Linked DNA regions of Rattus norvegicus: region 2 is linked to region 1. A link is a contact called in public Hi-C data. All regions are on one chromosome and are shown on one strand. Each heading gives the region's core, a stretch centred on a gene start, on an enhancer-like site or on the middle of the called end of the contact. The rest is flanking DNA. Distances are from core to core; before and after follow the strand shown. Region 1 holds the start of Nt5dc3 (5'-nucleotidase domain containing 3). Region 2 overlaps Nt5dc3 (5'-nucleotidase domain containing 3).

Region 1 (3,977 bases), core at 961-3,460:
CCTGGCAGTCGGTCAGCACCAGGCATCTTCCTGTCCCCCGTTCTTTGTGCCGAGGCACAGGCTGTCACCCCTGTATTTTTATAGCAGTGCTGGTGCATACATGAAAGCTCTAAACAGACCAAGCCATTTCCCTGAAACGTATTTTGGATTTTTTTTTTATCAGATCTTTTCTTTTAACTCTTCAGGGAGTGGTCACTATCCGGGTCTGGGGATTCGGTTTTCTCAGCCCCTTATAATGTTGTATCTGATTTTAGCTAAAAAAAGAGCAGGTTTTTTTTTTAAAGACTTATTTATTTATTTATTATATATGACTACACTGTAGACACACCAGAAGAGGGCATCAGATCCCATTACAGATGGTTGTGAGCCACCATGTGGTTGCTAGGATTTGAACTCAGGACCTCTGGAAGAGCAGTCAGTGCTCTTAACCTCTGAGCCTTCTCTCCAGCCAAAAGAGAAGGCTTTACGTGATCTACATTTCTATGATAGGTACAACAACCTTGATTCCACAGAGTCCTATACTGCTAAGAAAAATATATAGAGGCACTCTTACCAATCGTAATTTTTAGAAACATTTCTATAGTATATTTTGAATTAAAAATTCACCTAGGTAAAACTGATGGTTATCACCAAAACTTTTTATTAGCATAAATAAGATAGGAAGGGAAATGCTCTCAAGTCATAAAGGCAGCATTAATTATCAGAGCCCATGGATTTGATAACATATCTATTTGCACATTTTATTATCCTCCCTTTTATCAGTGACTCGTAAAACATTAACCTGTAACAAGTTAAGGATTACTTTCTAGTTACCCTCATCCCTACCACCCAATAGAAGAGGGGACTCAGCTCTGTGACTTTAGGCAAGCAGCCTCACCTCTGTTGTACCTCAGTTTCATTATGTATACAGGAGACACATGGTGCTTTCAAGACAGTTGGGGAAAGTGTATGAGATAAAACACACAGCCAGCTTTCTATTAATGGTTTTCATTATCGGTCAGGAACTAGCTCAGGTGTCATCATCTTCCAAGAAAACATCTGACTCCTTCAGCCCACAACTTAAGAATCTTCTGACGCCTGGGCTTGTCTCACACTGTGTCCGGGCTATTTCATCATCCCAGGCGTTCCCACTATACCCCTCTACTCAGTGGTCACCATGGGGTACTTTGGGAATTCCTTGGGACCCAGTGCTTCTCATGCAGGTCTTGGGTGGGTGATAGAAAGTCCTGCAGGAGCCAAATCTGACTCAGTGCATATAGAAATGGCAGCTGGTAGGGCGGCTACTGTTTGTTGGCTATTAGTGGAGCTCCAACGTACGGAACAAGTGCAGTTAAGCAGATGAGTGGAGCAGGTACCAAACGTGCTGTGAGCAGGAAACTAATAATCAGGTCCAGAGGACCTCTCTGGCGGTCGGGACCCGGCTTTCCAGAGGCAGTGCACTGTAAAGGAAATTTACATTTATTGGAGTCTTCAGGGGCAGGATCTTGAGACGACTTTAAACCTTGTGCGGGATCTCGGCCTAGCAACTTTTTAAAGGGCAGCTCTTGGATCGGCCCAAGGTGGGTCTCACGACACCTGAGATCCAGGAGATAACCTGCAGAAGCCATTGACACGGAAAGTGGGTCTCATTCCAGAGACAGGGACTAGAGATGGTGAATCAGAATTGGGAGCCCGCCACGGAAGGCAAGAGGAAGGTACAGCAGAGTCTTACGGGCAGCGATAGGGTCGGAGATGAATCATCCTGGTTTGTGTGGCCTCAGCACCACCCCCACGCCTCACGGGTCAGGAAGTGACCGCAGCAGACCGGGCGCTGTGCCCTGGCACCTACGGCCCCGCCCCACACGGTTTCTCTAAGGCCTTGCCCTTGACTCCGCCTCTGACTCAACCCAGATCGGGTCTCTATTTCCACAGACCCACACCTGACCCCAGCCTTTGACTACCCCGTGTCCCCGGCTTTGTCTTCCCAGGCCCGGTCCTTGCCTCTGCCTCTGACGCAATCGAGATGGTTCCACTCATTCTCTCTAGACCATGTTCCTTACTCAGTCGGGGCATCATTCGACCCAACCAGGCCCCGCCCCAGCCCAGCCCAGGCCCCACCCACCCCGCTGCTCCAAGCCTAATCCTTGACCCCGCCTCCCGCTTCCGTCTAGAACCCGCCCACCTCTCCAGCCTCGCCCCCGGCCCCGCCCAGGCCCCGCCCCGAAGTGGGTGGTGCCTGGGCCGCGCTGCCACTTGCTCAGACGTAGGAACTGCCGGCGTGCGTCCGGGAGCCTCCTGACGCTGGCTGTCCATGTCTCTGGCAGCCTAGTGGCAGCATGGCCACGGTGGCAGCGGCGGCCCGCGGGGTCGGGGCGAGGGCGGTGGCGGGGCTGCGAAGCGGCAGCGGGGCTGTGGCTCGAGGACGACCGCCCGCGGACTGCGCTCGGCGCCTGTGCACTGCCCCGGCTGCCCCGGCTGCTGTGGACATGAAAAGCTACCTGTGGGCGCGCTACCACGAGGCGAAGAGGAGCACGGACGGTGAGTGCGCGCCCCAGCTTGGGCAGCCTACTCGAGGACCCCTCGGGTCCCCCGCACCCTACCTCCGTCGCGCTACTCCCGCGGGGGAGGCGACTCTAAAACTTCGCAACTCTTGCTTCTCTTTCCCCCGCTGGGGAAGCTATTTCATACCTGGAGATTGTTAAACCAGGAGTGTGCATCGGATGTGCTCTGGGCCGCCGCGAGGGTTCCAAGGGCGTCGGTAGGAACACCGTTAGGTCTTGTCATTGGCTCTGGGAGCGATAGTAGCAGCCCGGCTTGCTGCCGCGCTGTCCTAGACAGGCTCCAGCGCAGGCGAGCGAGTCAGGAGGCTGAGCGGTTCTCCCTTTTGCAGGGTGGAGTAGGTGAAATGTTCTGTTTGAAAGGGGAGGGTGGTCTGGTTATCCACGGCCCTCTGCGAGGGCAAGGGTTCCTGTGGCCAGGTGAACAGAGAATGAGCTTCACTCGGCTGTTAGGGAATCGAGAAGTACTGGAGAGAGGAACCAGATGATAATTGTAACAGGTATTGATATAGTTCCTAAATCTCCCTCAGCCTCCAGAGGAGGGGGTCATGTCCATTATGTAGACGGGAAGGGCGAGACTCGAGACTCGAGTGCAAGCAAGAGGCCTAAACAAAAACTGGTTTTGACCCAGGGTGGGGAATCCATTGTCTTGTCTGTTGCTTTGTGCGTCTTCCTAGCAGTCAAACGTTTGGAACCTGGAGTAAAGGGCCGGTGACGTGTAGACACTGAAGCTGTTATCAGAGGACACGCTGGATTTAATACTGATTTTGGAAGGGGGGTGGTTTGGGGAGGTTGGTACAGGAGGAGGGGGTTGGTGAGGGAACATTTTTGTAGGATTTCCTTTTGCATCTTTGGCCACATGTCTGTGTTTAAGTGCAGCAAAACCTATTTGGAATGATCTTCACAGCACATTCAGAGTTGTCTGCAATGCTTTGAAAGAGTGACTTATTGTTTTTGGCCAGGCAAGTGTTTTGAGAGGGGCTGTGTATCCCAGGCCTTTGAGTTATGAGTCTCCTGTGTTATCTATCTTCCCAGCAGGGAGCCACCGTTCCTGGCAAATGTGTCATGTCAGGGCTCTGTCCCTCTTCCCTCTTGCTTCTCCTCTTTCTTTTTGGTCTTTTGTGACAGGGTTTCAAGGTAACTTTAAACTTGAAGCAATCCTTCTGCCTCAGTCTTTGAAGCGCTGGCGTTAGAGACATGAGCTACTCACTATTCCTGTCTTTTTGTTTTTGTTTTTTTCGACACTGTGTAGTCCTGGCTGTCCTGGAACTCACTCTGTAGACCTGATGGGCTTGGAACTCAGAGAGATCACCTGCCTCTTTCCTGAGTGCTTGGATTAAGGGTGTGTGCCAATACGCACAGCTCAACTATATTTTTAGTTGAAAAATATTCTGACATGTATGGAAAGAATGAAGTATAAAACTCCCTATACAGTATTCA
Region 2 (3,977 bases), core at 519-3,018, 39 kb after region 1:
CTACTATTATCATTACCCCGGTTGAAAGACACCGAGGCACAGAGAGCTTGACTGTCTTGCCCAATGTCACACAGCAGGGCCTAGATTCTTCACCATTGCCTTCTGTGTTGGGTAAAAGTGAAATGGGTTTATGCTGAAGCTAATTGAGATTAAGTTTATAGCCCTGAGTGGTCCACTCTGACAGAAGTCTACCGGTAACAAGATAGACCTAGGCCCCTGCCACTGGTACCAGAAAGTTTCCATCACACTCCAGGAGTCTAAGAAGGGCTGCTAGACATCTCTCACCCTGCCAGCAGAGCTCTGCAGTGACGCCTGGTGACACCATGCTGGCACAGCCCTGAGCCTGCAATGGACTTTGGCTCTCTCTCTTTCCTGCATCTCGTCTTTGTCCCTACCTCTGCCTGACCTTACAGAACTGTTTGCGTGTAAAAATGAGGACGAGGGACAGGGACTCCCTTCCTGCAGGCTATCTGCCCTCTGTTTATCACCCTGCATGTAAACTGCTGTTTGTCATGGGGACCTCATTCAGAATTGCACAAATGACCTTCTCAAAGGAGGTCCTTGGAAACGTATGGCAACAGCCCGTGTCACTGTGGAAGCACAAGTTTGCCCTAGACGCCTCCGGGGCTAGCGTTGGGAGGTGTAGACCTTGGACTGACAGGCAGTGAGCCCCATGGAGCTAACGTCCTGCCCCCTCAGCTCTCTCTCACTGATGAGGAATCTGCCTTTTCACAGGACTCCATACGGGATGTCCACATCAAGGGAATAATGTACCGAGCTATCGAAGCGGACATTGGTAAGCGCTCAGCAGCACTTGCTGTGCTGGTGTGTGGGCGTTGGTGTGTGGGCGGTTAGACATCGCACCCCGGGGTGGGCGGGGCCGAGCAGGGGCCCCGGGTTCCTGAGGATTGTTTAAGGCCCCTGATCCTGCGGTGTAGATTCCTGGTGTCTTGTCAGTCTAAGAGGGGATGGCAGCTGAACCATATTATCCTTCTCTTCAGTAGGGGTGGGGCTTGGGGGAGGGGTAGTCTTTGTTTCCTGTGCACTGGACATTCCCATATTTCCCGGAGTCAGCCTTCCTTGAGACCTGAGTTTCCCCACTGTGCCTAGGACTCTGCGTGCCCCAGGTGCCCATCTCATAAGTGCCTGCAGAGTGCCCGATTCCGTCCTGACTGTGTGAACTTCCCTCTCATTCCTAGAGAAGTACATCTGTTATGCTGAGCAGACCCGCGCGGTGTTGGCTAAATTGGCTGCCCACGGCAAGAAGATGTTCCTCATTACCAATAGCCCCAGTAGCTTTGTGTGAGTTCTGTCTGTCCCCTGCAGCTGTTGGCTCGCGGGTCAGATGCCATTCGTTTTAGTAGCTGGAAAGAAATAGTTTGCAAGAAAATAAAAAACGTTCATCCCTTTGATGTCAGCTCACCTGGCTGCCTTGTTCCAGAGACAAAGGGATGCGGTACATCGTGGGGAAGGACTGGCGGGACCTTTTCGATGTGGTCATAGTTCAGGCCGAGAAACCGAACTTCTTCAATGACAAGCGGAGGTGAGGGCCCGTCTACTGGGGACTTGACTGTGTTTGTGAATACAGGCATGGCATGCCATCACGAGAGCCAGTAGCAGAATCATTAAGCATCTGAGACATAGTTTCTAATTTGTGACCTGTCTGACACTTAGCTTGGGGACCGGCGGGACGGGGCACATAGCAGACAGTGTTCTCAGTTGAGTGTGGGTTGCTGCGGTTCTGAGTCAGGCTTTAGGAAGCAAGACTACAGTGGAGAACAGGGATTAATGCCATACAGCAAAGCAGGCTTGGCCCCCAGATGCCTTGTGGGGTATGAGGTGTGAACACCACCAATGCCAGACTGCCTGGTGGCAGCTCTTGAAACAGCTAATTGGTGCATTTCAAACTGCAGTTGACTTTTGCAGAAGCCTGCAACCCAGCACAAGTCACAGCCATGTCTTATATAATGTCCTCCTGCCTCTGCAGCTTTGGGAAGGGGGAGGGAAGAAGTCAGGATCAGTCCAAGAGTACTAATGTGTCCTCTACCCTGGGGGCAGACTAGGTGGCCCCACTCCTAGAGGCCAACACAGTGAAGATTCTTATGCTAGCATTCTACAGAGAGCTTCTGTCTATCTATGGCTTACTTTGGGAAGGGTTTTCCCAGACCTTCCTTGACCTGTGGTTGGTGACTAGCATCCTTGTAGCTGGTGACCTACCTCAGTGGGTAGTTCTGGGGATCCTACTGTGGTGTCTGAAGTGAGGGCAACCTGTGTACCATTGGGGTGCTAAGAAGAGGCAAGCTCAAAAACAGAGCATACAGACTGAGTCTTGAGTGTGGTCAGAAGCTATACACCAGCCATGTTGCCTCTAGCCTCCTTACTGGGTTTTTAGATTCCTGTGGAGGCTGGGCCTCCCTTTACCCAGGCTCTTCTCAAACGTTTATCTGAGATGGAGGAGTCAGGCCTGGGCTCTTCCTGGGAGGGACTCAGCCCAGCAGTGTTCTTCCCCCCACCCCTTGTTCTGGAATAATGGCTGAAACATTCCCTCTCCTTCTGTTGTTTATTGAAGCCAACAGTTGAGGATGACTTGTTAATCAGAATGTCCATGTGCAGGAATGTTACACAGCCACTAAACATGCCGAACTTGGCTAGCAAAAGCCGCCAGCCTATCTTACTGCTAATGTGTTTCAGACTGTGACATCACACAAGAGGTTGCTGACAGGATTAAAGGAAAAGAGATATAAATAAGAGTACACAAAGTGATTTCCATGTTCCTCAGAAAGGGAAAATGTGTTCTGATGCATAAAGTGAGTTTCTATTTCTGTGACTGGAGAGACAATTACACAAAAAGACAGGCCGAGTCCCACAGGCTGTACCTGGGCGTGAGGGACAGGGCGGTCCTGCTTCCAGGCTCATCAGAGCTAAGGCCCCACCCCCGGACCTGGCATTTGACCCAGGATGCCAGAGTTCCATAGCATCTGCAGGCAGCAGAGTTCCTGCAGGCTTCACCTTGTGAAGCAGATGCTCTCTGTCCTGCTGACTATGCTAGGGCAGGGGGTGGTGACCTTTCACACAGTCACATATCAGATACTTAATGACTCATAACAGTAACAAAAAAGTTATGAAGTAGCAATAAAAATAATGTTATGGTTGGGGGTCACCACAACATGAGGAACTGTATTAAAGGGTCAGGGCATTAGGAAGATGGAGAACCACTGTCCTAGGGAGACCTGACTAAAGGGCTCGTGCTTGCCAAGGGTGGTTGGCTCTAGAATTCTTTTCTTTTCTTTTTTTTCCTTGCTCTTCATCACCTACTGTGTGTAGTGGGTCTGTAGTGGGGTCTATGTTGTGTGGAATGGGGTGACCTGGGCCAGGGGATGCAGTATGGGTACTTCCTGTTCTCAGTGACTCCCCACTTAGTATCTTGTGGAGCAGAGAGCTTTTAACTGTTACCATGTATTCTAGTAACATTTCCCTTCTCTGTTGCTAGACCTTTCCGAAAGGTGAACGAGAAAGGTGTCTTACTCTGGGATAAAATCCACAAGCTGCAGAAAGGCCAGATCTACAAGCAGGTACGCATGCCTTCTCCGGGCTCCTCCTGTTGTTTGCCTTGTAGTCACAGGGGCTGCGGGTTCTGGGACCGGCCAGGTGCTTGGGACAGCCGGGTTCCCTGACTATAATTTATAATAGATTATAATTTCAGATTAACTCAAAGTTGCCCATTAAAAAAAAAATAACGTTTAAGGCGCCACCCTCTCTAAAATGTAAAGTGTCAGTCGTAAACCTCGGAGATTTCTCTTTGAGGTGCGTCCATCTTGCTTGGTTGTTCATCCAACGTATTTCCAGCTGAGAAACATTTCATGTGCAGTTTTAAACCCCCGGCCATAGAACAAGGCTGTCAGGAGTTCGAACCATGGCTGATCATTTTTTTTCTGAACATTATCAGAGTCGTTTTCTTGACTGAACATTCTCGGTGG

The links. A called contact is a pair of places that touch in the nucleus more often than the background predicts.
Region 2: a contact with region 1 is called in a Hi-C map of Schwann cells, with 1.7 times the contacts expected there. The contact joins the enhancer-like site here to the promoter of Nt5dc3 in region 1. A contact is called at or near these places in 3 of 12 Hi-C or Micro-C datasets (Schwann cells and liver).

What each region holds. Positions count from the first base shown.
Region 1 is chr7:23,075,868-23,079,844 of GRCr8, forward strand. It overlaps Nt5dc3 (5'-nucleotidase domain containing 3), which reads left to right and starts at 2,211. Exons shown (of 14, transcript NM_001134887.3): 1 at 2,211-2,517. The coding sequence starts at 2,316.
Region 2 is chr7:23,115,278-23,119,254 of GRCr8, forward strand. It overlaps Nt5dc3 (5'-nucleotidase domain containing 3), which reads left to right. Exons shown (of 14, transcript NM_001134887.3): 7 at 736-796; 8 at 1,200-1,302; 9 at 1,442-1,543; 10 at 3,491-3,572. Among named protein-coding and RNA genes, the nearest start is that of Nt5dc3, 39 kb to the left of the region's middle. Within about 2 kb of position 1,769, at least 8 of the 93 cell types and tissues checked have an H3K27ac peak or open chromatin away from gene starts, as enhancers often do. A contact at or near this core is called in Schwann cells, where this site is marked.